Regions from separate parts of the Mus musculus genome. Here all the other regions are linked to region 4. Evidence: chromatin contacts called from public HiChIP or PLAC-seq data. All regions are on one chromosome and are shown on one strand. Each heading gives the region's core, a stretch centred on a gene start, on an enhancer-like site or on the middle of the called end of the contact. The rest is flanking DNA. Distances are from core to core; before and after follow the strand shown.

Region 1 (5,843 bases), core at 3,135-5,634, 180 kb before region 4:
ATTTTTTTTAAGAATTTGAAGTATGGCCAATTTTACCAGAAAGAAACTGTCAAAAACATTCTGTGAGGAAGATTAGACATCAAACTGAGACTAGAAAAAGGTAACTATGCTCAAAGAACAGAAACAAAATACATTAATTTATAGAAAATATCAATAGAAATTGCATAGAGTAACTAGAAACCTAGAGGCTGAGGCTGGATCTATAGCTGAATGGTAGAGCACCTACCTACCTAGATTGCATGAGGGCCTGGATTATATAAGACATGACACATTTCAATCAATCAATATTTATTATATCAACCAGACACTAAAAATAAACACTGAATAAAAAGATACTTAGAGGGTGGTCAACATTAAAATGTCAAAAAAAAAAAAAGCCATCAACAAACAACCTAGAAGATGAAACAATTTAAAATCACCAGTCTAGAGGCTGGAGAGATGGTTCAGAGGGTAAGAGCACTGGCTATTCTTCCAAAGAACCCAGGCTCAATCTCAATTCCTAGCATCCATTTGAAGGCTCATATCTATCTGTAACTCCAGAACCAGAAGACCAGATGCCCTCTTTTGACCTCCATGGGCAGCAGGCATGTACCTGGTGTCCAGGTATGCACAAAAAAAAAAAAATCCATAATAATGGAAAGTGTTGTGATAAAAATTAAGAAACCACTAGTCTAAAGAGCAGAATAAAAAAGATAGCGAGAAAAGGAACAGAGTTAAAGGATCTGTGTATGTGAGACACTGGATCTGTGTGAGACACTGGATCTGTGTGAGACACTGGATCAGTGTGAGACACTGGATCAGTGTGAGACACTGGATCAGTGTGAGACACTGGATCAGTGTGAGACACTGGATCTGTGTGAGACACTGGATCTGTGTGAGACACTGGATCTGTGTGAGACACTGGATCTGTGTGAGACACTGGATCTGTGTGAGACACTGGATCAGTGTGAGACACTGGATCAGTGTGAGACACTGGATCAGTGTGAGACACTGGATCAGTGTGAGACACTGGATCAGTGTGAGACACTGGATCAGTGTGAGACACTGGATCAGTGTGAGACACTGGATCAGTGTGAGACACTGGATCTGTGTGAGACACTGGATCTGTGTGAGACACTGGATCTGTGTGAGACACTGGATCAGTGTGAGACACTGGATCTGTGTGAGACACTGGATCTGTGTGAGACACTGGATCTGTGTGAGACACTGGATCAGTGTGAGACACTGGATCTGTGTGAGACACTGGATCAGTGTGAGACACTGGATCTGTGTGAGACACTGGATCTGTGTGAGACACTGGATCTGTGTGAGACACTGGATCTGTGTGAGACACTGGATCTGTGTGAGACAGTGGACCTAGGTGTGAGACACTAGATCTGTGTGAGACACTGGATCTAGGTGTGAGACACTATCAAGCAAAACAACACATTTCAGGCATTCCAGAAGAAGAAATGCAGAGAGGTAGAGAGACTATCTGCATATATAATGGTCTACAATTTCCCAAACTTGATGAAAAACCCAAATCTAAATAATCAGGAAGTTCAATCAATCCCCAATGAGACACACTATTAAGAAGAAGAAGAAAAAAAAAATGTTCTGGGGCTGGTGAGATGGCTCATCCGTTAAGAACACTGACTACTCTTCCAGAGGTCCTGAGTTCAAATCCCAGCAACCACAGAGTGGCTCACAACCATCTGTAATGGGATCTGATGCCCTCTTCTGGGGTGTCTAAAGACAGGTACAGTGTACTTACATATATATAAAAAATAAATAAATAAATAAATAAATAAATAAATAAATAAATCTTTCCAAAAAATGTTCTGGCCAGGTAGATGACAAAAATCTTAATAGCAAGAAAATCAAATACTATCATTTATAATGGGGTCACAAAAAATTAACAAGTATTTCTTATCAAAATAAAAAAAAAAAAAGAGGTTTAGAGAGCTGGCTCAGAAGCTAAGAGTACTTGCTACTCTGCCAGAGGACTATAGGTTGCTTCTCAAAAATCCACTAGACACATTTCCTTGTTAGGGGACAGATGTACTCTTCAGCCCATTTTTGAGGTAAGGTTTCTCACTGAACTAAAAGCTCACTGTGATGACTAGTGTCCTCAACTTGACAGAATCTAGAATCTCTCAGGAGATGGACTTCTAAGAATGTCTATAGGGCAGCAGTTCTCAACCTGTGGGTCATAACTCCTTTGGGGAGGGAGGGTCACACACATATCAGATACCCTGCATTATCAGATATTTACATTATGATTCATAACAGCAATGAAATAATTTTATGATTGAGGTAAACAACAGAAACTATATTAAAAGATCACAACATGAGGAAGGTCGTGAACCACTGCTGTAGGGTATGATCTTGATTACATTAACTGAGATGGGAAGAACTACCCACTACAAGTGGTTCCATTCCTTAGGCAGAGGATGCAGACCTGTGTAAGAGTATAAAAATCAAAACAAGCTGAGTGCTACATGCATACACTCATTGCTCTCACCTGCCATACTTCTATTAACTATCAGCCTTAGTGCCTCACTAGGGAAAAAAATTCAGCTTCCTATTCCCACCAGGGGGAAGTCTGAGCTTCCAGTTCAATGGAATATTTATCATGACTCTTGGTAGGAGCACTCTTCCCTCTGGAATCAAAACTTCGAGGCATGACCCCTTAAAATTTAACAGGGGTGTGATGGTTACTCTTGGTTGCCAACTTGACAACATCTGGGATTAATACACAGGTTTTAATACACAGGTTGCTGGACACACCTATGAGGAATTTTTATCTTGACTAAATCATTTGAAGTGAGAAGACCAACTTCTAATCCAGATCTCTGATGTAGTTAGTAAGATGCACCTTTAAGCCAGATGTTTTGAGGTGGGAAGGTCCACACTTACTCTGGGTCAGACCTCCTGCTGGCAGTCTATATAAAGGACATGAAAGGAGGAAGCTTGTTCTCTCTCGATGCCCTTCTAGCTCTCGCTCTGGGTCTCACTAACAAGTTCATTCCTTCACTGGCATTACGGCCTACTTCTTTGGGATTCCAGTGTATACTGAAGACCAGGCAGAGATGTGCAGCCTCATGAACTGAGCAACTACAGATGCATTCTTGGACCTTCCATTGGTAGACAGCCACTGTTGGACTAGAGGGGGGTGACAGAGATCACAGAGAACAGCAGAACCCCAGACACTGGAGTTATTCAGAGCTGTGAGTCATCATGTAAGTGCTCAGAATCAAACCCAGCTCTGTGCAAGAGGCAACTGCTCTTAACCCTAAGCTATCGCTCTAGCCCAAAATCTAATTCTTTATGTAAGAATTAAAAAGCACTCCATCTCACTGGTAAACTTGTTTTCCCTTTAGTAAATGGAAAATTATATGCATAATAAAGAACTGGTTTAAGGGTTTTTTGATTTATTATCTGTTAATGCTTAATTTGCAGACATATTTTATATACCTACATTTGGAGTCACAGGAAAATTTCTCAGACAAAAAAAGTCATGAGTGGAGAGGTCTGTACACACATTCCCACAGAGCAGGACTGCCGGGACATGAGTCATAAAACGGCAGAAGCCCAGCCCTTCCCTACAAGCGACCTTTCAAATATAAGTGGACTGCACTTACTATGTACATGTTCATAAAACAAAAAATTATGTGGCAATAGAAAGTAATAAAGCACTAGAGAATGTGCCTGAGAAAATGTTAAGTGAGACAGACAGGGGAAAGTCTGTGTGTTCTATGATTCTATTTCAATTAATGAAATGTCGAGAATAAGCAAGCATACTTTAGTGTCAAGAACAAGAACACAGTGAGTGCTGAAAGAGAAGGAAAGTCTTTGGAAAGTGGTGACGGAGGCGATGGTTGAACACCTCTGAATAGCCTGACCACCAGTAAATGTTACACTATCAACTGAGCACATCTTATATGGGAATTATATCTCTAATAATGCTTAGGCCAAGTAGGGTGGCTCAAAGCCTATGATGGCTGACAAAAGAAGGGGCAGCTTGATCTATACTTTACGAGCCAGCCTGATCTATATTTAAAGAACTCATTTGGAAGAACCTGCCTCAAAAAAATCTAAACAATGGATTTTTGATGACTGTGTACTGAGGTGGGTGGAGCAGCACTCTGGGCAGGAACTGGTCTCATGAACAGAATCTCAAGCCATCCCATCCCAGATGAGCTCTATGCATCGCAGAGGAAGCATAGAGGAAGCATGCACTGCTGGGCAGCTCGGCCTCTTACTGAGAAAACAAAATACACTCTCAGCAGAAACCATACTTCCATTTTTGACTTTTTCTTTTCTAAGACTGCAATGGTATTCTCAGGCGATGCTGGGTAGTGCATTACGCCAGAGCTGAGTCAGACAGTCTCACGACCGCAGCGTGAGGCAAGAGGCTCGTCTACTGGCATGCTCCCAGAGGTTAACACCCTCCCCTTCCTGCTCCACTCTGTTCTCCGGCATCGTTGGTGTTGTGTGCGGCGTTCTATGTTTCCAGCTGCATCAGAAGTCATGTCTCTGCTCTCAGCTCCTATACTCTTGATTCCTCTGATTATGGAGTTTGTCTTTGTTCGTGCCTAATGGATTCACAAATCAACAAAATTCTATCCTCTCTTTCTGTTGGTACAGCACCTAACTCAGTGTGCTGACTGACCTGGTGGACACCCTAAAGACTTTACAGCAGGAACAGCTATCTTTCACGGAGGGAAACACATTTACGCTTGTCACTATTTCAGGCAGAATACTAAACATTTCACACGAACTATGTGTTAATCGTTAGAACTGCCATTAATCAATATCCATATACCCTAAACTTACCTCAAATAAGCGTAAGTCCGCAGGAACTCTGTCCCCCACAGAGAGACAAACTGTGTCACCTGGAACCAAGTCTCGGGCAAGTGTATGCTCCAGTTTTCCTTCACGCACACTGTAGCATGAAACAGAAACCATCACGGTAAGAAACCCATACTGTTTCTCTCTAAGAGTCCATTTAACTGCAGTGACTCTGTGTCTGTGGCTAGACAGACAGACAGCTCAGTGGTGAGGAAGCACATGCTGCTCTTACTGAGGATCTGCCACCATGGCTCCCAAGCACACACATCAGACAACTTACACCTGCCTAGAACTTCACCACCAGAGAATCTAACACTTCCTTCCTGCTCAGACACCTGCACTCACGTATACATCATGTAAATACCACACACACACGATTTTTAGAAAACTTTAAAGATTAATATTTTTAAAGTTAATCTTTAAAAACAAAATAAAAACGCTAAGCATCATGATATATTCCTTTAATCCCAACATTGGGGAGGCAGAGGTAGGCAGATCTCTGAGTTTGAAGACGGTCTGGTCTACACAGCACGTTTCAGTCCAACCAATGCCATGTAGTAAGACCTGTCTTTAAAAAATAAATAAATAAAAATAAACAATCAAAAATAAATCCTAAACCGTAATCACTTGATTAGCTATGTGCTCTTATTATGTGTTGGGGGAGGGTGAGGTCGGTAGAAATGGCTGATCAATGATGAGCACTAAGGCTGTCTTGAGATGTATTCATTATGATGCCTCATCATCTGCTTAGAAGAGTGCTCGGCATACACGCACTCTTGAACACTAGTAAGTACCTAGGGTGAAGCACTTAAATCACAGGCAGGACAAACTGGACTCGGACTCAGTAGGGCCGTCAGCTACATCCCTGCCCTCCTACAGGAAGATACCAGGTAGGAATACAGAGACTCCTCAGGCGTTCCCAGAAGGACCAAAATATATGGTAGAAGAGAAGAGACTGCCTCAGAACTTGTGAGAAGAGAACGCCAATGTCTGAAACGTTTCTCTGACCT
Region 2 (6,080 bases), core at 3,183-5,682, 220 kb after region 4:
AAATGGGTTCTTAATATACACACCATGGTTCCTTCTGAGGAAATTCAAATTGATTATATATTGTGGAATGTTCGAGAACTTTAAAAACTGTTTGCTCTTTCTTTTTAAAGAGGCAAAACAACAAACTGATTTTTCAACAATGCAACTTGCTTTCTGCGGCACTGACCTCCCATGTCAGCCACACTGTCCCGTGCACAAGCCCTGCTGGATGCTGCCGCTGCCAACATGTCCCCCTCTCCAGAACACAGACACACAGCTCTAATTTTGTGGGGTTTGTTGCCCCTCATGCCACTCTCTGCCTTGTCTCTAACTCTTGTTTCTCTTCTGTGACGAGTCTGTTATAGAGTCACCATAACCCATCTGCAGGTGTCTGTGTTTCCAGAGAGCCTTAACTGAGGTGGGAAGAACCACCCTGCAGGCTGGTGGAGCCAGACTGTGTGAGCTGGGGTCCCAGACTGACTCAAAAGGAGAATGAGCAACAGCATTGACCTCTCTGCTTATGACTGCAGATGGGGGGGGGTGACCAGTTCCCTCAGCTCTTCCCACCATGTATGCCCCTCCATGATAAATGGTACCCTCAAAGTATAAGCTACAGTAATCCCTCCCCCACACTCAAGGGAGTATACACAAATAGATGGCCAAATAAAATGGTTTAAATGGCCAAAATATGTACTTCATCAGGAAGCTCTTCACAGTTACAGTGAAATGCCTGTCTAGTGAAATAATGCGTCCATTATCTTCCTCTTGCCTGTGTGCATGTGGGTGTGTAAGGGTGTATGTACACGTGAACTGTACGTGTAAGGGCCAGAGAATACTTCAGATGGCATTTCTTATTCCTTAAATGTTATCCATTTTATCTTTTCTTCTCTCTCTCTCTCTCTCTCTCTCTCTCTCTCTCTCTCTCTCTCTCTCTCTCTCTCCCTGTTGTTTTTGACACAAGGTCTCTCACAGGTCTGGAGCTAGGCTGGACGGCCATTGAGCTCTAGAGACCTGCCTATCTGCCTCCCCGGTGCTGGGATCACGAGCATTTGCCGTGATGGCTGGCTTTTTAACAGGGGCTCTAGGGCTTGAACTCAGGTCCTCATGTTTGCAAGGCAATCAACTTCATGGCTGAGCTGTCTCTCCAGCCTGTCCCACTTGCTTCTTATACACATCAAGTTGTGCTGTGCTCTATGCAACCTTAAATGGCTTCTCCTGTGTCTGTGACACTCTGTGACTACACATGTGACATGTGACCACTCAACTGTCTCTTGAATGGTTCTAACTCTGGTGACTGATGCTTACTGCAAACTCCTCAGGGTGAATGAGATTTGATAGCTTTTTTTTTTATTTCCTTTCTAATTCCTGACATGATCTTAAATGTATATAAGGATTTACTTACATTTTGCATTTGATTTCCCCCCCCCATGACTTCGTTATTCTCTCTTAAACTATATATTACCAGCCATCTCAGCATGTATGAAGAATTTCTGCATTAAGCCCTTAAGAAGAAATACATTATCATGGTGCCCATTAGATGCCCCACCTTACCTCTTCCCATCGTGGAGTCTGGCATTTGGCTTAGGGGAGATGGAGCAGACTCCTTTCCAATGCCCAGCTCCTGGGCAGGTTTCAGGTCTCTCGTCTATTTAGGCCATAGGCCTGCAGGGGCTAGAGAACTCCTCACCAGTGCCTGTGTTGATCCCCTTCCCTGGAGTGCTACCTTTGCCCCTGCTCCACCCCAGGCTGTGGAGAGAGGCAGAGGCAGGGGATGATGGGATATTCTGTTTATCTTGTCTTTTACAGCCATTCTTTAGATGTCACAAAGTGTCCATTTTCCTGGCACTGACTTTCCAGGCTCTCTCCTCTTTTACTAGAGACCTCAGTAGTCATAAAGGACCTGGGGCATTGCTTCTCTGGCTTTTAAATATATGCGTGATGCCACAGTGCAGCTTCCTGCAGCTTCTTCTGGCTTGATACTCTCTTTGAGACTCATATGTGTTTATGAATGCAGCTCAAGTTATTGGTTTGACTGCCCTGAAATATCATTATATGCATATGATACATTAGGATACATGGTTGCTTTTAACTCTGTCACAACGTATAGTTTCCTATGGTTCCTGTGTATATGTGTGAAAGCTTAATATATCCACCTATTGATGGAGCTGAAGGATATGGTTAGATACGGGACAGATATTGCTTCAGTGTTGCCCCGAGTTGTAACAATCTTCCACCAGCGGTGTGGTGTCTATTGGTTCACATTCTTGGACACCATTATCGCTATCAGATTTAAGGGTCTGCTGTGGCCTTCATGCTTCCATTAAGACACACTGACAAAAGTTCTTAGAGAAAAACAAAACTATTAAATAGGCTTTGTTTTAGAAATTTCCAAAGCAATAACTGGCTACTTAAAATTAACCGACTGTGTTATTTTTCAATTATATAAAAGACAACGGTCACAGTAAGGAAAACTATGTGGAACACATATGAAATTGTCCGTGTGTTATCCCACCAGCATAGTCATTTTCACATGCTCATTGGTTTGGCAACTACTTGTTGCCTTAACCAAATCAAGTGATTTTATTAGAATATAATAATTGTACAAAATAATGGGTTTCATTATGCCATTTCCAGACAGCATGTAAAACACTCTGATAACATTCACCTCCTCTGAGTCTCCTTTTATTCCCCTCTCCCCTCCAAATCTGCTTTACTTTCTCATCCTCTTAATCCCCCAGTCCTGGAATTCCACGTATGGGAGAAGACATATGAAGCCGGCTTATGTCAATCAACACGAACGCCTACGGTTCTGTCCATCTTCCCACAAGTCACATGACTTTACTCTTCTTTATGCCTAAACAGTACTCCACTGCCTGCATACTCCATGTTAAACTGACCGAGTGTATAACAAATTCACTACTGCTTTGTCTTGTCCTGTATGTGTGTTTCCTAAGTAGGTTTAATGTGCTTTCCTGGGCTGAGTGAGACTACAGTTAATAAGAATGCACAGAATAAGTTTCTGGGTCAGACTTGGGGTTGTTGTTATTGTCTTGTTCTTTTTCTGTTTTAGAGTCTGTTTTGATACACTGTTTGAGAATAGCTCTGTTTCCAGGTTCACATGTTGGCATGATTTCTTTGGCAGCAAAACTCAAGTCCACACAATGCAAAGCACACTAAAATAGAAAACAAGTGTTCCCAGCACGAGCGGGTAGCTCACAAGGCAGCTTCTCCTCCCCTTTCTTTGTTATGAATTTGTTACTCTATAAATGTCCTGGTAAAGAAAACCCACTGACTATAGGTAACGGGTGCTAAATGTAATCTCAGGGTCCTATGGGAACCAGCGACACAGAGTTTAGGGTTGTATAAATGGGAAGAAAAAAAAAAGACAATTGGGACATTCCAATTACAAACTGTTTTTACTCAAGGGTCTAATTTGAGATGTAGATGTGATGGCGATCATGACAAACATCTTCTTTTGGCAGGCACTCACCAAAGTGATCAAAGCGAGTGAACCAAGCTGTCACGGGGAAGGCTGTTGCCTCTTCTTGCTCAGTGGTCCCATTCCTCCTGAGAGATGAAACCCGGTCCTAGTTTTGAAGGTCTGTTCCTTGATGTCTCTATCCTGAAGAGTCTCTCCCTCAGGTTTGGGACTGAGAAGCAAATTTAGTTCTAGTTCCTGCCCCGACCCTTCTAATAAATGATTGGCATTTTCTGGCTGGAACTACTGCCGCAGGGGAGTCCCATCTGCCAGCGAGCACTCTTCTCTCCTGAAAGCTCATCTTGCATCTTCGCCATCTGTAAAGCATGAAAGACACCCTGCTCTTAGCGTCATGATATTGGATAACAGTATTTCCTCCTGAGCCTACTCCTGTAGGTGCCAGGTATGAAACAAACACAAGAAACAACGATAATCCTTGCTATCTTCAACAGTCAAACTAAAAGTCCAACCTAGAGTCATCTAGGTCCATGGAGAAAAAAACGTGACCACTGGTAAAACTGTATAATGCAAAGGACTGCAGACACAAGTCTCTCTGATCTACCCATGATTTGAAATTCCCTGCTTAGTGGCTTTAGCAGATAGAATTATTATATAATCATTTGAAGGGGGGTAATGACTGTTTGCAACGTCTGGCTCTGCTCAGAATTCCTGTGGCCTCTTCATGGAATTCATTTACAGGACAACACTCCTCCCCTATCCCCATCCACCTGCTCCTGACCTCCGCCATGTAAGTTTTTGGTTGCTAATACCAGCACCTACTATCTATCCCTCAGAGGGTGCTGTTGCGCAATTGAGTGGCTCAATGAGCCCTTGCGATGAATGGCCTTGCCCTATAGCAGCTCTGGGTCCATCCATCAGCGATCTGGGAGGGAGGAAGACCCAACCTCCAGCCTCTGTTCAGGATAGTTCTGCCTCCTAACTTAGAAAAGCCTAACTCCGGGCCAGACCCAGGCTTTGGCTGCCCTCTATGGGACATTACTGGGATAGCACTTCATTTGGTGTCTTCTTCCCTAGGATGCTTCCTCCATCGAGTGATGGACTCTCCTGTGACTACTCCACGAATGGATCTCATGAACATAGGTTGTCAACTCAGGGAGCACCTCAGGGGAAGTTAGCTAAGTACCTGTCTCCATGGGAGAGGTCATGTCCTTTTGCCCTGCATCTTGGAAAGTTTCTAAAATTCTAATCCTAAATTTTTTTAACAATTTAAAAGGCACTAAAAGTATGTAACTGCAACATCCTGTAAAAGCTGACATTTAAAAATAAAGCTTCCGTGGGGGCCAGAGAGATGACTCAGAAGGGAAAAGCCAAGCCCTCTTGACTTGAGGTCAATCCCTGGAATCCATGTGTGAAAGCCCCGTGTGGAAGCATGCGTTTAGAATCCCAGCATTCCTACGGTGAAGTGGGAAGCAGAGACAGGAGAATATCCCAGAAGCTTGCAGGCAAAGCCAACCTGGAGTATGTACCACTACTCCTCCTCTTCCTCCTCCTCCTCCTCCTCTTTCTCTTCTTCCTCCTCTTCCTGCTCTTCCTCTTCATCCTCCTCTTCATCCTCTTTCTCATCTTCTTCCTCCTCTCCCTCATCCTCCTCTTCCTCCTCCTCCTCTTCCTCCTCCTCCTTCCCCTCCTCCTTCCCCCTCCTCCTCCAAACAAGGCAAAGAGAGAGAAAAACCTGGGTCCTCTGACCTCTACCTCCCCACCCCACATAATACACTCATATGCATACACCTCATACACACTCAGACATACAACAATAACAAAGTTTAACATGTTTTTCAATGACACTTCCATATTTCTTTTATCAGACAGGGTATCATGTAGCCCAGACTGGCCATGAACTCCTGATCATCCTGCCTTGACCTCCAGAGGGCTTAAACTACAAACAGACTCTACCATTGATGGCCATGTTTCTCTTTTAGCTTATCCAACAAAATCTAAATTCCATAGTGGTTGATATCAGCTGTCCATTGTATAAAATATGTTTACGTCAGATAACTTATAGTGTTCATTTCTCTCCTTAAACTTCTACCTCCATCCCTCTTCTAGTATAGGATTTCATTCCAACTGTAAACGATTCAAATGCTTTAAACTTTAAATTATTTGCCCAATCATACCTTCCTGTTGGAGATCTCTCTCTCTCTCTCTCTCTCTCTCTCTCTCTCTCTCTGTGTGTGTGTGTGTTTTAATTTCCTATGTCATAAGTCTAGGTATCAAATTTTTATCAAGATGGGATATTACTAGAATTTACCACAAATGCCTATATGTGTAAACTTTGCTCATTTTAGCAGGGAAAAGTAAACATTGTATTGGAAATGTATTAATTATATGGATAATTTGTGTAGTATTTCTAACTCTGGTCTGACCATTTCCACCCAGTCTCCAAAGCATCTTAGGAAGATTTTATATCTGGGCCACAGCACCTTAATCAGATGCAGGATGGCTAAGAGACCTGCCACACTCATGGGGGGCCTGGGGAAGGAGCAGGGCATTTGTAAGAGATGGAAGAAGGCCTCCGAGATTCCTCACACATAAAACATGTTCTTTAGGACTAGCTCCTTAGACGACCACATTCTGGCAAGTCTCTATGTGTCCACTAGAGACG
Region 3 (5,627 bases), core at 1,459-3,958, 190 kb after region 4:
GTTTCTGGACTTTTGTGCACACGGCCCTGATTGTGAAGATTCTGAACAAAAAGCATGACAGTGTAACTGCACCCTGGCATACTTGGGATCTGGTATTAAAAGCAATACCTCACGGCCAGTGAACTGCCTCCGTGAGTAAAGTATTTGTGGCACAAACACGAGGGCCTGCATCCATGTAAAACCCTGGCACATCTGTGAGCACCTCCGTAACTCCAGTGGTGGAGAGCAGACAGCAGGACCCACAGGCCTCACTGGAGGGTCCGTCTATCTGGAGCAGCAAATCCTAGGTTTAGAGAGAGACCCCCTCTCAAAAGTGGAGAAAGATGGAGGAAAACACCAGACACCAGTCTCTGGCTTCCACAGGCACACGCATGCCAACTGTACCCCCATGTACACGAACGCACACATTTTAAGGTGAATTATGAAAAAAAAAAAACTTGTAAGTAGCCTGAGGTGACAGGTGAAAATGGTTGGCTTCTCTCTTGACCAGAAACTGTACAGACTCATAATAAGCAAGAGGTGAAATCTTTATGTTCACTTTAAGAGCACCCAGGAAGTTACCGAGGCCATCAAGGGTGTGTATATGTGAAAAGCCACCAAGTATCTGAAAGATGTCCCTTAAAGAAGCAATGGAGGCAGGCGGTAAGAAAGTGGTTCAGCAGCCACAGGCAAGCACTGTTCTTCTAGAGGACCCAAGTGGAGAGAAAGCTCAGTGGTTAGAGAGAGCTTACTGCTCCTGCAGAGGGCCAGAGTTCAGTTCCTGGTACTCAGGGCCAGTGACTCTCAACCGTCTGTGACTTCAGCTCCAGAGGATCTGACACTTTAGACGCACAGGCGACACCCAGGTGCACACACACAATTAAAAGTTAAATAAGTGACTTAAAAATATGAGCAATGTGTGCCGCCTTAGTAGTACAAGCCTGCAAATAGGTAGATGTCCCAGGCCCAGCCATGCAGATTCAAGGTGTCTGAATGAGAGCTACACATTTAGCTGAGCCTGCTTAACACTGCAGAGTGTATCTGAGAAGGAGCTGGATGTGGCTTCTCTGGTCTCAGAGCATCTCCAGGTGAACCAAGCACCCATGATGTCCAACCACACTTAACAGAGCTCAGAGCAGGACGGTCCCACACCTCAGCGTCCCCTGCCGCATGGACGTGAGACTCAAAAGGAACGAACTGGACCTACACTGAAAGAGGAGGCTGAATAGAAGGGAGAGATGCTCCAGAAGAACCCGAGGAAGCAAAAGCTTGTGCATGGGAATAAATGCAAAGAATAAACAAAACTAAAAGTGGTACCCATCAACTAGGACCTTTAAAATGGGCAGCACGTGGCTCTAGCCAGGGCTCCGCCACGAAGAGCTTGTACTAAGCTCTCCCTGGACTAAGTTGTTTCCCCAGCACCTGCATTGAGCAGCGCACAGCCACTTGTCACCCTGGCTGCAGGAGATCTGAAGCAGTCCTCAGGTACTGGCACGCACACATTCCCCTTACACACACACAGACACACTTTAAAAATAAATAAATCTTTAAAAATTAAATTGGCACTGTGACTATTGGAGTCTATAGCAGAAAGGAAAAACCAAACCCTTAAGAACAGCTTTCTAGTGTTCTGTCTTGAGTCTTAGGTAATCAGCAACACCCCAATTTCTCAATGATCCCCGGTTCTCCCTGTTGACTCCCTGGCATTCACAAAAGTCCTCTTCAAACATCTCCATACTGATAATTTCTAAAAAGGATCCACAAGAAATCCTATCACAAGAGGCCACAAAGAAACGAACCATTACTTCCTAGTTCCAGGGTTTTCCCTTCCTCTTCTGGCCTCTGGTTGAAATTACGTCCAAGGTTGGTTACGAGCCAGGCAGTCTGGGCTCCACTCATAGTAGAATGTCACTGGGAATTGATTTTTGAAAAGACACGCTTTGCCTGCCTCCCTCATGCCCTGCACCACCAACAAAACCCTGACGTTACCTTTAATAGTTTAGTGTGACACTGGGCAGGGAAACATAGATGCTGTGTACCTGCAGGCTTGCAACGGCTTTGCCTGGTTAAGTGGCTCTGTGTGCCTGCCACGCTCCAGGCCCCATGCTGGATGTGGGAACAAAGTATTGAGCAAGGCACCTCTCATTCCAGGAGAACCCCGAGTATGTGGTGGGGGAACTCCCAACCCAAATCAGGGAATGACTAGCTCATACTGCTGATTCTTCAACACCCTGATGAAGAAGGCAGAAAAGGAGAAGGAGGAGGAGGAGGAGGAGGAGGAGGAGGAGGAGGAGGAGGAGGAGGAGAAAGAGAATGAGGAAAAGGAGAAGGAGAAACAACTAACAGAGCCCATAGAATTCAGCTCACTCTGTCTGGGGTGGATGAAAACCTCCAAAGAGGCACTGTCAAGACCTTTAAATGCAGTTTTTCTTCACCTTGGTCCTTCTCGTAGCCTCTCTCAACTGGCTGATCCACTGCCTCCCCTCACTGACCATTTATTAACTCTGTTCTGTTTCTTTCCCAGCGGACATTGGCTGCTGAACTTACCTCAGGGAAACTTCTACCCAGCCTGGGTGGATTTGAGGAGTGTACACCCAGAGCGCACAGTCCCCAGCACAGGATAGCTTAGCAGCTGGAGAGCAGGGGAGCCTGGATGTGACTCTGCGCGGCAAGGAAGCCTCTGGCCTCTGGGGTCCCGCGGGCTGCAGCTCCCACGCCCCAGGCTCCGCAGATGAATGCTGCTCTCCACGCCCTGGTGGCCCCCAGGGCTCCGCGTGCTGCTCAAGCCTTGGGAAGGTGACAGAAGAGGGAAGGGGGGCGGATTTTGGAGGCTGGCACTATCCCGCCTGTTTCTCTGCAACGTGGACCGCCCCCAAACTCCTGGACTGCAGACCCTGGGGGAAAGTGGAGGGTGGGGACTTTGGGGCGTGCTTGGAGCTTGCCTTCACTCTCTGCGCTGGAGCGCACCAAAGCAATCTCTCTACTTCTAGTACTAACCGCTCAGGAGAGGAATGGGGTGCAGTGAGGTAGTCTAAGAGGTTTCGAATGGTAGAGACTTCTCCCTTCTCCCTGTCCTAAAGCTAGTCACTCTATTCGCTTTCTTTTCATTCATCCAGCCTTGTGCAGTGTAGCACAGATATCTGACCACCTGCTGTGCACCTTGAGTAGGTGCCCAGGCCACAAAACCATTGAAATTGCAACATCTGCTCACTGTCAATGCAGAGACACACTTGGAGACAGAAGGTGAAAGGTATTTGCTGGGTAGGAAACTCAGAAAAGGCAATTCTAGCTCAAGTTTTGGAGATCTGTAGAAACGCTTAATTCTCAAATAAATTCTAAAGATTAAGCTAGAATCTGAGAGTCCCAAACACACGAACGAACGCAAGGAAGGACAAAGGGGGCCATGAGTCCCCTTTGGGAGAACCGGAACTCTGCTTCTCGGAACTTGCTGTGTGGTCATCTTGGGGCAGGGAAGGTATGAAGAGGAGGTAAGTTTGTGTGTGGGCGAACAGGGATGAAACCCACAGCCTAATTCTGGTATAGGTTCCACCTGTTCCATTTGGCAACACAGTGTCAGCTTCACGGAGGACAAGTTCAAGATAGAAGTGGTTTGCCACAGAGAATGACTTAAGCCAGACTATCCACCAGCTGCAACTTTGGCCACACCTTACTTTTTTTTTCTTTTTCTCTTCCTTCCTTCCTTCCTTCCTTCCTTCCTTCCTTCCTTCCTTCCTTCCTTCCTTTCTTTCTTCCCTTAAAGTTATACTTATATATTATGTGTGCATGTCTCTCTGTGTGTGTGTGTGTGTGTGTGTGTAGGGGGATGGGGGAGAGAGAGAGAGAGAGAGAGAGAGAGAGAGAGAGAGAGAGAGAGAGAGAGAGAGAGAGAGAGAGAGAGAGGCTGAGCACAGCTTTATGGAGTTGATTCTCTTCTACCTTGAGTCCCAGGAAATGGAACCAGCAAATGCCTTAATCCACTACACTCTTTTATAAAGAATTATTTATTATATTTTATGTCTGTGAGTACACTATAGCTGTCTTCAGACACACCAGTGTGAACCACCATGTGGTTGCTGAGAATTGGACTGAGCCATCTCTCCAGCCCATTCCACTATACTCTTTAGTCGGGCCATCGGGCTCTTTCTTAATGGTGTATAAAGGCATGAGTTAATGTCCCTCACTGTGTCTCCTGGATCAATCACAGACTTTGTGTTCTTCTCAGAGATTCCACACAAGGATAGGTATCTTCAAAATGGCGGTTCCATACCTCCTGTGGTTGGTCAAGAGGGCAGCTGAGAGGACACTGAATTTGCAACATTAGCAGGTGTCTCATGTGGAAAGAGTTGAGATTTCTGAGTGGCAGTTTCTCATCGATCACCAGCCCACCCAAAGTCACTTGCCAAAGTGTCCTACACACTCCAATGTTGCCCATCCAGTAATTTTCTCATAAAAAGCCCAGTGTGCCAGGAGGGTTTCTGGAAGTCAAGAGCCTGAGACTCCTGGCTCTGCCAGGACGTAATGAACCCCAGGCTCAGCTCATGGCAGGCATGTGAATCTCTTTGACATACAGTTCTGAAGCATCTTGATGCTCTGGATCCTAGGATGTCTAAACTGATTGCACACTGCTTCAAACTGAGACTAGCATTCAAAGAATGGGGTTCCCTCTCCCCACTTAGGTCAGAATGACAGGAAGAAAAGAGGCTCTTGAGCTGTGTAAAAGAAATTAGTTGCCTAAAGTGACCCCAAGTTCTCACTGTTGTGTAACCCATGATTTCTGGACAAGACACACGATGCGCCAATAGCCAGCGGGTCTCTGCTGTACTTCCGGGGCCTTTTCAGGAACATCTGTCACTAAAGGCAAAGTGTGGGTGCCATGTGTGTTTGGATGCACTTTTGAAATCTGTGTCAGTCTCATCCAACAAGACATAAATCACAGCAGAGGTCAAGTTGCTCCTCCACAGACAGCATAGGACTCAAGAACCACCCAGTCCGTTCATAAATCAAAGTTGTGGGGAAGCTAGCTACCATTCACCGGGGGTGGGGGTGGGGGTCTCATATTGACTTTAGAACTGTCTTCAGACCTCAACCCAGCTGGATCTACCCCCTTTAAACCCACAAGCTACCCAGGTCTCCTTCCCTTGGATCTCCCAGGGTCCAATCTTCCTCCCTCTCAGCTCACAGGACCCCTGCCAATCCATCCTTCCCCCTGGCAAACATCTTCATAAGCTGTCTCGCTGATCAATCACTCTGCTGCCCTTAATGATCTAAGCTGTGAGCTTTGGCTCACTGCTGCTACCTAGCATGGCGAGAGTACTGATAGCCGGGGAGTGGGGGAGTGGGGGGAAACCCATATTTAAATTTTGAAATAAAGTATCTACCAAGTATACATAGCTTTTGTATATCATAAAGTCAAAAGAAAATAAGAGGTTGGACCACCATAAGCCAGTAACTGTCTAGACATTAAATGCAGTATATTAAATTAAATATAAAATTCCTACAGGACAAGCATTGTGAAGAGTAGAATCATTTATAGTAATACTCTATCTGCACATTCACATATATACACGCATCATTCTTAATGGCCTTTTAAAGCTATACATCATATGAAATCTGTCCATGTCAACTATTTTAGCGTGTCTTCAGATACA
Region 4 (6,216 bases), core at 711-3,210:
TCTAATAATGGAAAATGGATGATGTCATCGCTAGAAAGGACACAGAGGGATCAGGAGCCCCACACTGTGCTGGTGGGGATGTAAGGCTGTGTGCACTTTGGAAAATAATTTAGCAGTTTCTCAGAACGTAAAGGCCAAGGGGCCGAGGGCTAGCTCACAGCTTCAGGCTTTTCCTTTTGGTGAAACAGATTATAGCTATTATAGAACTGTAAAAATATATTAAAAACAACCGCTTTCTCCCTCTCCTCTTTGGTGCTGGGGAGGCAACACTTATAAAAGAAAGTATTTTCTTAAGCGGCTTGCTTAATGTTGCGAGCCGTCCAGCGGCTCACAAGGACGGGTACACCTGAATAGCAGGCCGGTGCTGAAAGAGAGGGAAACTAGGCGACCAGAGGAAGATGGAACCAAGACAGGGTTCTGATCAAGGTTCAAATTTTTAATGGTGGACATGCTTTATAAAAGAGGGGGCGGGGAAGTCCATTCCCGCCAATTCATCCTTGGAGCCTGGAACCAGCCGCAGGTGATGACATGCAGAATAGGGTGTAGTCTCTAGAATAGTTCTGGGGCCTCTCAGCAGGTAGCAGTATCTTGAAGGGGAACAGCGGCAGTGGCAGAACAATAGAGTGCTCTAGGCTCCACCCTAGATAATCTCCTTAGTGGCAGCAAGATCAAGTTCTGGCTTAGCCTGCTTCAGGCTTATGGGAGGCTACAGTTTAAGGTTTCAGAGGGTTAGTCAAAGATCACCGTGGCAGGGATCAATCATCGCAGCTGGCAGGCAGGAGCTGAGAGTTACAGCCTGGTCAACAGGCAGCAGCAAGAGAGGGACACTGGGCCTGGCCTAGGCTTTTTAAACCTCAAAGCCAGTGACACACCTCCCCCAATAAAGCCACACCTTCTAGTCCTCTAAATAGCCCACCCACTAGGGACTAGATATTCAAATATACAACCCTTTGGGAGCCATTCTCATTCGAACCAGCACAGTAGCAAAAGCAAGAAAATTAGAACACAACTCCAGCAAAGACCCATTCTTTTTACCATGATGCACCCAGGTAATTCCAGCACCCAGTAAGTTGGGGCAGGGGGATGTATTTCAGCTAGCCTGAAATACAGAACGAGACCTTGCTTTCAAAAATAGAATGAATAAAGAATTAAAACCAGCCAATCTTGACACTTTGAAAAATGGTTTTAACTTGATTTTTTGACAATCTTATACATGTATAATGTGATTACTGTAATACCCCCACCCCTAATTAACCAGCACTTTCAAATATTTTTTTTCCAAGACTCACTGAGTTTAGGCAGTGAGTTTGGGGCTATCCATTGGAGTCTGGTGGGCACTCAGTAGGGAGTCAATTGAAGAAAGTGGTTTCTCTCCTAGAATACATTAGAAGCCAAGTCTTTATCACAGAGAGGTAGGGTGCATACACTTCCCCAACCAATGGTTGACTTAAAATGCCAGGTGTTGTGTAGGTTCACTGTAAGATTTACTCCTGCTGTGAAGCCATGACAGCTTTGGCTCTGCCATACCGAGATAACTTGTGTGTGTACATACAAAATATGCATGCATGCATACATACATACATACATTTTTTTTTGGAGAGAGGATCTCTCTTTATAGACAGGCTAGCCTCTAACAAATCCATCTACCTCTCCTGAGTAATGAGATTAAAGGTTCGTGTCACCCCAATTGTGCACTTTTTAAACCGACGAACTTTATGACACATAGCTTCTCACTCAATAAAGTTGAAATCCAACTTAGTGGGGGAGCTAGGTTTTCTAAGTACGTGGGTAAGTTTACTTAGAGCCATTGGTCACAGAGTTAGTGAAGAAAAGCACCTCCTGCTTGAGGCAGCGAGGCCACGCTTCCTTCCCTTGTTTCCTAGCAACCGGCTTCCTACTGAACGCTTCCTCAAGCCTCCGTCCGTCACTTCCGATCTCAACAGGAAGTGAGGTCAACCCGGAGGCTTTCCCGGGAGTTCAGCGTTTGCCGCAGGTGAAGTCGTCTTCCTGGACGGGCACTGTCCCTGTCCCTGTCCCTGTCCAGGGCTGCTGCAAAGGCCCTGGGATCCGGGGACTCGAACCCGCGGGGGCCCAGGGCGGCAGGGGAGGAGCCGGCAGCGAGGCTGCTGGGTGTCCGGAGTCCCGAGTGTGTTTGCTCTCCCAGTTGTTCACCCCCAGCTCTAGATCTCGGACGTGTCTGCGCTCCTGCCCCAACTACCCCGGTCCCGTGTCTGAAAGAAGACCCCTCACAGAAAACATTCTCCTGGCCGGCTTCCGTTCACGCCCAAGCCCCTCGGAGCTCTGCCAAGACCTCCCTGGGATCTTTCAGCGACTTTTGAGTTGCCAGAGGCCTGGGGTAAATGTTTTCCTGAGTGCTCAACTATGGGGTAGGGAGACAGTTCCTGCAAAATGTGGGGTTAGGTAACTTGGGGCAGTGTGCATTTCGGCTTACTTTTCTTGAATGTTTCTGGCGGGGTTTCTTGTTGCAAACTGGAGGAGTTTGCCTTGGTTTAGGAGGAGGGAGACATCACTGCGAGGATGCAAGGCCCAGTTGATGCTAATTCTATAGATCTGATTGATCCTCCCAGGACTTAAAATGATCCGTTTGTATCATGTGATTCGTTCTTTTAAGCGTTTAGCGTGTTTCTTACTTGCAAGTAAACTAGTTTTCCCGGACAAGGACCGAGGCATACGGTACTTTTACGACTTTAATAGTATCACACAGTGAATGCATGTTTTTAACATTTTTAGCTTAATGTTGAAGGGACTACGTTGTGCATAGTGGGATCTCAGCCCTTACGAGGTGGAGGCTAGAGGATCTGGAGTTCAAACTCACTTCTCGGGCTACATAGAGAGTTCCATGCCAAGCCTGGGCTACACAGACCTTATCTCTAAAATAAAATGTTGAAGGCATGTATGTAATTAAACAGTTTAGCGGCTGGAAAGAATGACATGACGTAGCACCATATTTTTAGATAAAAGTAATAAAATCTACTTAGATAATTTTTTCTGAATTTGAGACAGATCTGGGACTCACATTCACACACATAGTAGGTAAAGGTACAGATGTCTTTTAGGAAAAGGCCAAATAATGGCGATTTCACTGTTTCTTTGTTTCTCTCCATTTTAATCTCTCTCCTGCTCGACATCCTTTTACCCAGGTGTTCTGTGTTAAGCTGCTGTCCCAGAGGTGCTGGGCATTATGGGAAATCAGCTGGCTGGCATCGCTCCTTCCCAGATCCTGTCTGTAGAGAGTTATTTCTCAGACATCCATGACTTTGAGTATGATAAGAGCCTGGGAAGCACTCGGTTTTTTAAAGTCGCTCGAGCCAAGCACCGGGAAGGCCTGGTGGTTGTGAAGGTCTTTGCAATTCAGGATCCCACGTTACCCTTAACTAGTTATAAACAGGAGCTGGAGGAACTGAAAATCAGGCTCCACTCCGCCCAGAACTGCCTCCCCTTCCAGAAAGCAGCAGAAAAGGCGTCTGAGAAAGCAGCCATGCTGTTCCGGCAGTATGTGAGAGACAACCTCTACGATCGCATCAGTACCCGCCCGTTCCTAAACAACATCGAGAAGCGCTGGATCGCCTTCCAGATCCTGACGGCCGTGGACCAAGCGCACAAATCTGGAGTCCGCCACGGAGACATCAAGACAGAGAATGTGATGGTCACCAGTTGGAACTGGGTCCTCCTAACCGACTTCGCCAGTTTTAAGCCCACGTATCTTCCCGAGGACAACCCAGCGGATTTCAACTATTTCTTTGACACCTCGAGAAGGAGGACATGCTACATAGCTCCCGAGCGCTTCGTTGACGGTGGGATGTTCGCCACCGAGTTAGAGTACATGAGAGACCCCTCAACCCCGCTTGTCGACCTGAATAGCAATCAGAGAGCGCGGGGAGAGCTGAAGAGAGCCATGGACATCTTTTCGGCAGGTGTGTGAGTCAGTCAGATCAGCTAACTTGCATATTTTTTTTTTTCTACTGCCAAACAGAAACGTGGTTTTGCGTAAATTGCCTGCTTTTCAAAGATTTCTTGCTAGGCCCTCTCAGACGGTTTCAGACAGATACACGATGTCCTCATTGGACATGCAGAAGTGATGAGAAAATTCGAAATAGTTCTCATTCAGACATTCAAAACACACACTACGCAGTGCTGGCGGCACAGGAGGAGGCTACATGTCAGGTTGAGGATAGAGAAAAAGTACGTTTCCCCGGGTGTTTGCCCCGGGTGTTTGCCCCGGGTGTTTGCCGTGGTGGGGAGAAGCACAGTTGCTGCTACAGAAGCACACAGCTAAGTAAGCCTCTGTGGGAGTGATAGGTGGAGAGGCAGTGTCAGAGCAGGCCTCCCTTAGAGAGATGGCATTCAAGCTGAGGCCGACAGAGGGACTGGCGTTTGCTGGGGTAGTTGGTTTCAGGCAGTGTATGAGGATCCTACAAGGCATCTTTTTAGCGTTGGAATTTATTGCTGTGCATTCACTCAGAACGCTAGTTGAGTCACATGGAGGTTTTATTTGTGTATATTCATAGAGGGCTGTGTGTGTGTGTGTGTGTGTGTGTGTGTGTGTGTGTGTGTGTGCGTGCGCGCTCGTGCACAGTGAGCAGTACCCAAGGAACCAGCCCAGTGTTGTCTCCGTACTGGTAAGTTCCCTGTCCACTCTTACTTATTCTGCGGCAGGGTCTCTCCCTGGGCAGGAAGCTGGCCAGTCAGTGAACCCCAGAGATCATCCAAGCTCTGTCTTCAGCTCTGGACTTAGAAGCCTGGACCATTCCACACAGCTTTTTTTAATGTGGATTCTGGGGTTTTAATTCAGGGCCTGGGTCTTGCAAAGCAAGCACTTTTCTGACCGAGCAGATCCCCTGGTCCATATGAGTTTGTTTTGTTTTGTTTTGTAAGCAGTTTTAAACTGTTTTTGACACCCATCAGACCGCATCCTAGTATAGATTTTGAGCCAGGTATGAGGATTGCAGAGTAGCGCAGGGTAGCGCTTGCTTGGTTGGCGAGGTCTCATTACATTTTGTGAGCAAGTGCACACAGCTATGCTATGCAACAGTCCTTCTTATTCCTTTGGCCCAGATGGCTCTGCTGGAGTCCTTCATGGCCTACTTGTGGATTTGTCCGAGTGCCTGAGGGGCACACTTCTTGAAGCCCACTCCACAGATGCACTTATGACTGTTGACAGTGGATGTTGGGGTCACCACCACCTTGCAGGTGGCAGAATGGCCCTTTTCTTGCCAATCATCTTTGCAAGAACCATTCAGCCAGGCCTAAGTAAAAGGGGCCCCCGTAAGTTTTTTTTTATGGTGTGTGTGTGTGTGTGTGTGTGTGTGTGTGTGTGTGTGTGTGTGTGTGTGTAAAATGTCCTTTTGATTTTCCTCTCAACACTGGGAAGGGAACACAGGCTCTCCCCTAACTAACAGTCAAGCACTGCATCCCTGAGCTACATCACAGCCCTTGCTACATTGCCCTGACTGCTCTTTAACTTCGCTTCTGCTTTGGCCTTCCGTGTAGTTACAGGAATGTACCACCACTCTCACTCTTCCCAAGCTCCCTTGCCCCTTTTATTATTTAGGAGTCGTCTTGCCTACTTTTCTATTGCTGAGATAAAGCACCATGACCAGGTCGATTTTAGAAAGACATTGTTTACTTTGGCCCTCCGTTTCAGAGTGTAGAGTACACATGTGTGCCTCTGTATGTTGCAGAGTGTAGAGTACACATGTGTGCCTTTGTATGTTGCAGAGTGTAGAGTACACATGTGTGCCTCTGTATGTTGCAGAGTGTAGAGTACACATGTGTGTCTCTGTATGGTGGTTTCTTATCTTCTGAAGCTACCTGGGTTCACAGAGAGGTTTCCCTCAGGATTTTAATTCTGATTACTTCCCAGAGGTCTCACCTCTGACACCATTGTCAGATTAAGTTTTTGCTGTCATACCTCATAGTGAGAATGGAGTTCAGCACAGGAAGCCTTGGAGTTCACTGAAATTTTGTCTAAACCATGGTGTTGAGAGTCCTTTTGTGCCTTAGCTGAGGTCTTGTCTAGATTGTGCGAAATCTATAGGCTCCAGAGAGTTTGTATTCTGTTGTCATGGGTAGGATGTCATACTGATGCTTTTAGATCTGGTTGGCTTACAGTGTTGCTCAGATCTTTCTTGTTCACATATGATGGGTTAAATATTTTATATTACATTTATTTATTTATTTTGACATAACCTTTTA

What was found. HiChIP or PLAC-seq counts read pairs in DNA pulled down with a chosen protein or histone mark.
Region 1: an H3K4me3 HiChIP or PLAC-seq map of bone marrow-derived macrophages shows a contact between it and region 4, with 4 times the contacts expected there. The contact joins the enhancer-like site here to the promoter of Pik3r4 in region 4. A contact is called at or near these places in 1 of 39 promoter capture datasets (second pharyngeal arch cranial neural crest), 11 of 115 datasets of contacts at active chromatin or transcription factors (bone marrow-derived macrophages, cardiomyocytes, embryonic forebrain and 3 more) and 3 of 9 other capture datasets (adipose tissue, liver and pancreatic islet).
Region 2: an H3K4me3 HiChIP or PLAC-seq map of pro-B cells shows a contact between it and region 4, with 3 times the contacts expected there. The contact joins the enhancer-like site here to the promoter of Pik3r4 in region 4. A contact is called at or near these places in 5 of 39 promoter capture datasets (embryonic stem cells, frontonasal cranial neural crest, hippocampal neurons and 2 more), 1 of 15 datasets of contacts at CTCF or cohesin (large pre-B cells), 1 of 484 Hi-C or Micro-C datasets (palatal mesenchyme), 16 of 115 datasets of contacts at active chromatin or transcription factors (the 230-238 cell line, the NIH/3T3 cell line, astrocytes and 8 more) and 1 of 9 other capture datasets (adipose tissue).
Region 3: an H3K27ac HiChIP or PLAC-seq map of embryonic stem cells shows a contact between it and region 4, with 2.1 times the contacts expected there. The contact joins the promoter of Col6a6 here to the promoter of Pik3r4 in region 4. A contact is called at or near these places in 2 of 39 promoter capture datasets (hippocampal neurons and pre-B cells), 2 of 484 Hi-C or Micro-C datasets (both in embryonic stem cells) and 9 of 115 datasets of contacts at active chromatin or transcription factors (embryonic forebrain, embryonic stem cells, forebrain and 2 more).

The regions. Positions count from the first base shown.
Region 1 is chr9:105,454,842-105,460,684 of GRCm38.p6, forward strand. Atp2c1 (ATPase, Ca++-sequestering) reads right to left here. Exons shown (of 27, transcript NM_001253831.1): 7 at 4,819-4,927. Among named protein-coding and RNA genes, the nearest start is that of Gm40564, 38 kb to the right of the region's middle. Within about 2 kb of position 4,385, at least 69 of the 459 cell types and tissues checked have an H3K27ac peak or open chromatin away from gene starts, as enhancers often do. A contact at or near this core is called in bone marrow-derived macrophages and microglia, where this site is marked.
Region 2 is chr9:105,853,564-105,859,643 of GRCm38.p6, forward strand. Col6a5 (collagen, type VI, alpha 5) reads right to left here. Exons shown (of 41, transcript NM_001167923.1): 41 at 2,507-3,774. The coding sequence ends at 3,755. Among named protein-coding and RNA genes, the nearest start is that of Col6a6, 29 kb to the left of the region's middle. Within about 2 kb of position 4,433, at least 16 of the 459 cell types and tissues checked have an H3K27ac peak or open chromatin away from gene starts, as enhancers often do. A contact at or near this core is called in neural tube and pro-B cells, where this site is marked.
Region 3 is chr9:105,825,377-105,831,003 of GRCm38.p6, forward strand. It overlaps Col6a6 (collagen, type VI, alpha 6), which reads right to left and starts at 2,709. Exons shown (of 37, transcript NM_001102607.1): 1 at 2,527-2,709.
Region 4 is chr9:105,641,035-105,647,250 of GRCm38.p6, forward strand. It overlaps Pik3r4 (phosphoinositide-3-kinase regulatory subunit 4), which reads left to right and starts at 1,961. Exons shown (of 20, transcript NM_001081309.1): 1 at 1,961-2,356; 2 at 3,162-3,935. The coding sequence starts at 3,203.